2 separate regions of the Sus scrofa genome follow, and region 1 is linked to region 2. A link is a contact called in public HiChIP or PLAC-seq data. All regions are on one chromosome and are shown on one strand. The core of a region is the stretch at or near the end of the contact, and the rest is flanking DNA. Distances in the headings are between cores, read along the strand shown. Region 1 has its middle 20 kb from the start of ARPC1A. Region 2 has its middle 110 kb from the start of SMURF1.

The links. HiChIP or PLAC-seq counts read pairs in DNA pulled down with a chosen protein or histone mark.
Region 1: a contact with region 2 is called in an H3K27ac HiChIP or PLAC-seq map of alveolar macrophages. The contact joins two enhancer-like sites. A contact is called at or near these places in 3 of 5 promoter capture datasets (fetal liver, fetal skeletal muscle and liver), 2 of 47 Hi-C or Micro-C datasets (embryonic fibroblasts and liver) and 2 of 2 datasets of contacts at active chromatin or transcription factors (alveolar macrophages and skeletal muscle).

Annotation. Positions count from the first base shown.
Region 1 is chr3:6,280,003-6,283,235 of Sscrofa11.1, forward strand. No RefSeq gene overlaps it. Among named protein-coding and RNA genes, the nearest start is that of ARPC1A, 20 kb to the right of the region's middle. Within about 2 kb of position 1,584, at least 2 of the 83 cell types and tissues checked have an H3K27ac peak or open chromatin away from gene starts, as enhancers often do. A contact at or near this core is called in alveolar macrophages, where this site is marked.
Region 2 is chr3:6,029,695-6,033,092 of Sscrofa11.1, forward strand. No RefSeq gene overlaps it. Among named protein-coding and RNA genes, the nearest start is that of SMURF1, 110 kb to the right of the region's middle. Within about 2 kb of position 1,572, at least 10 of the 83 cell types and tissues checked have an H3K27ac peak or open chromatin away from gene starts, as enhancers often do. A contact at or near this core is called in alveolar macrophages, where this site is marked.

The sequences.
Region 1 (3,233 bases), core at 334-2,833, 250 kb after region 2:
ACTCCAGACCTGCTGAATCAGAAGCTCTGGAGGTGGGGCCTGCATCTGTGGATGAGCCACCCCTCCAGGTGATTTGGAAGTGTGGTCAAGTTTGAGAGCCAGTGCTGTAGCAGAAATCTCCCTGACAGAACAGGAGCCAGGGAACAGTGGTTTCTCCTTTTACCAGAGCCAGGCACAGGGTAAAAGCTGTTCACACTTGTTTATCCTGCAAGGTATATACAAACAGCTCCATTTGGCAAGCGAGGAAAATGAATGCAAGGAAGTGCAGGGGTGCTCATGGTCGCACAGCCCCCTCGATGGTCCAGGTAGAGCTCAGGCCCACCTGAGCAGGCCGGGCTCCGAGAAGCATCCCTAAACCCTTCCACCCCCGCACAGAATGAGCCAGGTACGACCCAGTGGTGTCTGTTACAAGGAAGAAAGCAGCCCGGGCCCCTCAGGGCGTTGTCCTTCTAGCAAGAAGGGGGGCAAAGATGTCAGAGCACCCAGCTCTGGCCCACAAGGGTCTTCTTACCCTCTTTTTCTTCTGTTGATACAGACCTCAACAGCAGACCCCTGAGAGGAAACACACATGAAAACGGAAAACTGGGTCTATCCTGAGAATGGTGACTACATAAAGGAAAGTGCAAGCCGGAAAGAGACAGGAGCAAAAGAATAGAGAGCTGTGGGGGGAGAGGGGCTTGGGGTTTAAATACCCAGTCATTAGAGGAATTAGAATCAGCGTGGCTTCTCGGAGGCGGCATCGGGCTGTCCGGCACATGGATAACAGTAACAGTGGGTCTGATTTAGTTGAGATGCTACATGTTCATGTCAAGGACGGAATATGTAATGTCTGTGGGACCTGGCGGTTCTCTAGAAATGAGTCCTCGTGTGGGATCGTTCTAACGCCTTGCCGCCTGGCATCTTAAATAAAAGAAACATGAAAAATAGACCGACTGGAGTTGTTTTTTGTTTTGTTTTGTTTTTGGGCTTTTTGGCTTTTTTTAGGGCCGTACCTGCGGCAAATGGAGATTCCCAGGCTAGAGATCAAATCTGTACACCACAGCTCACAGCAATGCCAGACACCCTTTGAGCAAGGCCAGGGATCAAACCCACAACCTCACGGTTCCTAGTCAGGTTCGTTTCCATTGCACCACGACAGGAACTCCCTGGAGTTGTTTTTAAGTGAAGAATTTTTTCCCAAAACTTCTGAATCCCAAAGCAATTTTTAGAGTATCAGAGTCCTGTTGTGTCTCTGTGTCCTAATTCACAGGCTTGTGTCTGCTGGAAACCATGAAAACTATGCAGGATGATGAGGTTCTTTGCAAGCTATGTAAGGGTGTACTGGAGACAGGAAGACAAAATCGGTTTGCAAAGCTGAGAAAGTTACAGGAGGTCCTGAATGACCCAAAGGCCCCCCAGCTCCACCTCAGCATCTCCCAGGATGCTCAGACTCAGGCAGGTCAGCCCCCTGAGAGCAGGCAGTTCTGCGCTGTATTCACCACTGCTTCCTGAGCAATAAGAGTGGGCCGGGCCTGAAGGGGGAGCACCCCAAAGGCGTGTGGGGTGAACGCCTCCCAGGGGAGGCCTTCCTGACACCGCAGGGAGCTCTTCCTCAAAGCAGGCTGCGCCCTGCCCCCTGGTGGAATCCACTTGCCAACCTGTGTTGACACCCAGGATCCTGCAGGACAACCTGAAAGGAAGACAGTCCTCCAAGTGACTCTTCCTGGGTCCTTCAACCTTCCCAAGGGTGCCAGGATTTTTGTCACCTTCTGACCCTCCCTGACTGTCCTAGTCTTTGGGGTGCGGGGCCGGAGGCGGCAGCCCTCAGAACGCACCCATCCCCAGCTCCCTGGACATGGGATCTTCCCTTTGAATTTCAGCACGCTGACCTCTCCCCACGTCCACTGGCAGACAGAAACCACTGTTAGGGCTGCTGGAGAAAGGAGAATTAATATTCTGTTGATGGGTCCCCGCCATCCTCACACAGGCCCAGTCACTCTTGTGACGGTTGGAAACGTGGAGCTCTGTGGGCAGCTCCAGAAGAGAACCACGTTTGGTTCCTTCTGTGCAAAGGGACCCAGTGTGGAGACGCTGCCCTGGGGTGGGGGTGGGGGGGTCTCCAACTGCTGTATGTGAACGTCCTAGGAGATGCCCAACCACAAAATCTTCGAATGATGTTAGCATTTTAGGGCTCAGAGGGTGTCTGGCCCAGTTTGCTGCCAGTTTGAGATTCCCTTCCATAACATCCCTGCAAAGAGCGGTGATCCGACTTGTGCCTGAACCCTTCCAGTGGAAAATACGGCAGCCCACTGCAGCTCCAACTGACCATCGTGGTTCAAGAGTCCCACCCAGTACTGAGTCGGAACACATCACCTAATGTGCCCTTATTTTGAGCTAGCCTTCACCTCCGTAATTACATAAAATGAGGTGAACTCTCATACCAGGGATTCAGACAGACACAGGTTCCACCTTTCCAGCAGTGCGACCTGGGGCAACGTAACCCACCTCACCTCCTGTTTTCTCAGCTATTACATCAGGAGTAAGAACGGCATCTGCTTCACTGGTATATGTGCTGCCGAAGCGAGCACGGCATCTGCTTCATTGGAATGTGACGCTTACGCAAGATGACATGGCACTGAGCCCATTAGGCATGGCGCTGAGACACTCACCAAGTCTCTTCTAGCATTCCGGAGGACTTCGACACTTGACCTTGGGGTTGGGGAAGGCTCTGCTGGGCCTGTCTGTCTAGCAGCTGCCAGCAGCAAGCTTCTTGCTGGAGAAATGCGTGGGGCATGCCATGAGGTTTTAAGACCTCATCATTGGTTCTTGGCGGACAGTCCACCTGTGGTCTCCCCACGCCCAGAAAATCCCAGAGTAGCTCCTCACTTTGCTGGGGAGGCTGGGGACAGATGTGGACAGGCTCAGCGACTTGCCCAAGACCATTCAGTTGACGGCAGAGACAGAGATGATTCTTTGTAGCCGATGAGGTGAGGTTTCTGACCCAGTATGTATAAGGAAATGGACCTCATTTAGCCACATGTGCTGTTTGTGCTTAAGAATATATAATTCCAGGACGGCTTAAAGGCTGAACAGGGTATAATATGTACAGTCTTGCAAAATAATAACACTAACTGGCACCCATGATGTTTAATCAGGGCACCATGTTCTGCAGAGTAAAAGGAGCAAAGACTATTTAAATGATTTTGCCACATGTTCTGGGATGTCTTTCAAGGCTGCGAAATCTTGTATCAAGG
Region 2 (3,398 bases), core at 322-2,821:
AGCGCCGTGAGAAACCCAGGCGGACGGAGGGGAGGGGTTGTGACTTTAGTTCTAAAATGATCTTGAATTTCATTTAAAGGACTCGCCCCGTGGGGAATCTCTGCACCGCTCAGGGCCCCCCTTGGCCTCCCCTGGACCCCGCTGTTCGAGGCCAGTGCAGGTGAGGTCTGCAGCTGCTTCACCCAAATCTCGCCACACCGCCCGGTCCGGCGGGCAAACGGATGTGCTGGAGGCCGGGCGGGGCTGGGCTGTGACCGCGCCTGCTGGCTGGTGGTGGGTGGCACTGATGGCGACCGCCTGAGGTCCCTGTGCTGGTCTCCAGTCCTAGGTGGGTCTCAGCCCTGAGGTGGAGAGGGCCTGCCAGCTCAGGGTGAATGGCGCGTCCAAGGTCACGTCCCAGAGCTGATGCCGGAGAAATGACTGACCCTCGCCCAGCTGGACTCCCGGGCCGCCCACACCCCAGAGCCGGAAGGGGGCGGAGCGGCCGGGTTTTATCCTTCTGACTGGCCTCTCCATCCATTCTTTGGAGCTACTTCTGTGGTTTTACAGTGACTTGAGGGCTGGTTTTGTGAGACGATGTCTTGGATTCCAGCATGGCCGCAGCCACGTATGTAAATTGACAGGTGTCAGGCAGTCATCAGGCCCCAGTCGGGAGGAGGCCTGGCTGCCCGGCCGTCCCCAGAGTCTGGGCAACGAGGCCTCCCGAGCCGGGGTCAGGACTTTGGAATAAGCCACTGAGTTGCCTTTGTGCCCCTGGGGAGCTGGCGTGGAGCCTGGTGGTGGCAGAGATGTGTGGGTGGCATTTGAATGAAGGGCCGTTTGTTACTCAGCCTCGATGGTGGGCGTCGAGTGGGTGTGCTGGTGACAGGGGCCTGGGTTCCAGGCCAGGCCTTCCCACTCTGTGTCCGTGCACTGACCCTGGTTCTTAGGAAGCATCTGAGCAACCAGGGCAGGAGAGTCCCTGATGGGGACAGCGTCACCTGAGCTCCGTCTGTAGGTCAAGACGGGAGACCGGAGCCAGTGCCCCTGTGACCACGAGTCTCAGCTTTCTCCCTTGAACATGGCCCTGCTGGGACCTGGGCCCCTGGGTGCCAGGCGAGGTCAGAGAGGGGCTCCTGTCAGGGGCCACATCCGGTCCACACCTGGCTCTCCAGTCGCTGTGTCAAGGTGAGTACTATGAGAGTTTTCGAATTGTAGAATACATAAAACCAAATTGACCTTTTTAACCTTTTTTTTTTTTTTTTTTTACTTTTTAAGACTGCACCCTCGGCATGTGGAGCTTTCCAGGCTAGGGGTCAAATCAGAGCTATGGCTGCGGGTCTACACCACAGCCACTGCAACGCTGGATCCCCGACCCACTGCACGAGGCCAGGGGTGGAACCTGCATCTTCCTGGATACTAGGCAGATTTGTTTCCACTGGGCCCCAGCAGGAACCCCCCCTTTTAACCATTTTTATGTGTACAAGAAAGTGGCATTCAACACAGCCACATCCTTGCACAACCATCACCACGGTCCTCCAGGGCCTCTCATCCCAGGCGGAAGCGGAAGCGCTGTTCCCATGAGACGGCCCCTCCCGCAGCCCCAGGCAAACACCCTCCTACTGCGTCGCTGTGAATGTGACTCAGCAGGAGGCGCACACAGTATGCATTCTTTTGTGACTGGTTTAGTCCTCTTGGCTGGAAGCACCTGACAGCTGCCTGCCTTTTCAAGGAAGGCGTGAGGTGATACCTTGTAGTAGTTGTGATGTGCAGGTCTCTAATAATTAGCCACACTGGGCATCTTTTCATGTGCCTGGTGGCCATTCGTGTGTCGTCTTTGGAGCGATGTCTATTTAGATCTGCCCATTTTTTGATTGGGTTGTTTTTTTTGCTGTTGTTAGTGAGCTGCACAAGCTGACCGTATTTTGGAGATGAAGCCCTTCTCAGTTACATTTGTGAATATTTCCTCCCAGTTCGTAGGTTGTCTTTTTTTGCTGGGCAGGAGCTTGTGCATTTGATTAGGTTCCATTTATTTATTTTTGCTTCTATTTCCATTGCCTTGGGAGACTGAGCTAAGAAAATACTGGCACAATTTATGTCGGAGAATGTTTTGTCTATATTCTCTTGTACAAGTTTTAGGATCTCATATCTTATATTTAAGTCTTTAAGCCATTTTGAGTTAATTTTTTTTTTTTTTTTTATGGTAAGAGGGTGTGTTTTATCTTCATTGATTTACGTGTGGCTGGCTGTCCATACTTCCCAGCACCACTTTTTTTTGGTCTTTTTAGGGCCGCACCTGCAGCTTATGCAAGTTCCCAGGCTAGGGGTCGAATTGAAGCCACAGCTTCCGGCCACGGCCACAGCCACAGCCGTGCCAGAGCCAAGCCATGTCTGTGACCCACACCGCAGCTTAACCCACTGCGCAAGGCCAGGGATTGAACCCATATACTCACAGACATTGTGTCTGGTTCTTAACTCGCTGAGCCACAGCAGGAACTCCTGAAGACTCTTTTTTTCCATTGTACAGTCTTAGCTCCTCTGTCAAAGACTAATTGATCATAGGTGTGTGGGGGTTTGGGGGGCTCTGTGTATTCTGTTCCATTGATCCCCCTGTGTCTGTTTCTGTGCCCACATCTTCCATTTTGATTCCTGTAGCTTTGTATCTTGTCTGAACTCTGGGAGGGTTGTGCCTCCAGCTTTGTTCTCTTTCCTCAGGATTGCTTTAGCAAGTGAGTTTTTGTGGTTGCACATAGATCTCAGGATTGTTCCAGTTCTGTGAAAGGTGGCATGGGTAGTCTGATAGAGCTCGCAGTAACTGTTCTGGGTGGCATGGCCACTTTCACAGTACGATGTCATGGGGTATTTTCCACTTCTGTGAGTCATCTTCAGTTTCCTTCCTCAGTGTTTTATAGTCTCAGTGAAAGCACTATTTCTATACCACCCAGTGGCTACCTAGTATGGAAATACATTTGTAATGAGATTCACATTTTTACAATTAATAAGTCATATGCTAAGAATTATATTTTTATAAAGCTTTCATTCAAGCTATTGTATAATCACGTAACACCCCCCCAAAAAAAACCCAGTAGAAAATGGTCCGTTATTTAGAAGACAAAAGTAAATTTTTGCTGTATGTATGGATTTTTTGATGTACTTATTAACAACATAAATCCCATGTTAACAGGACCTAGAGAATAGAACGAAGTGGAAGCAGTCACGTTCTAAGAGCACACTTAAACATTTGTCAGGTAGTAATCATTATTCTAAGAATACTTCTATCAGAGTTCCCTGGTGGCCTAGCAGGTTAAAGACCTGGTGTTGGCATGGGTTCACTGCCTGGCCCAGGAACTTCAGGCCACAGGCACAGCACCCCCCCCCCAAGACTAATTCTATCAAGATTTAATTGGAACTGCTGCATA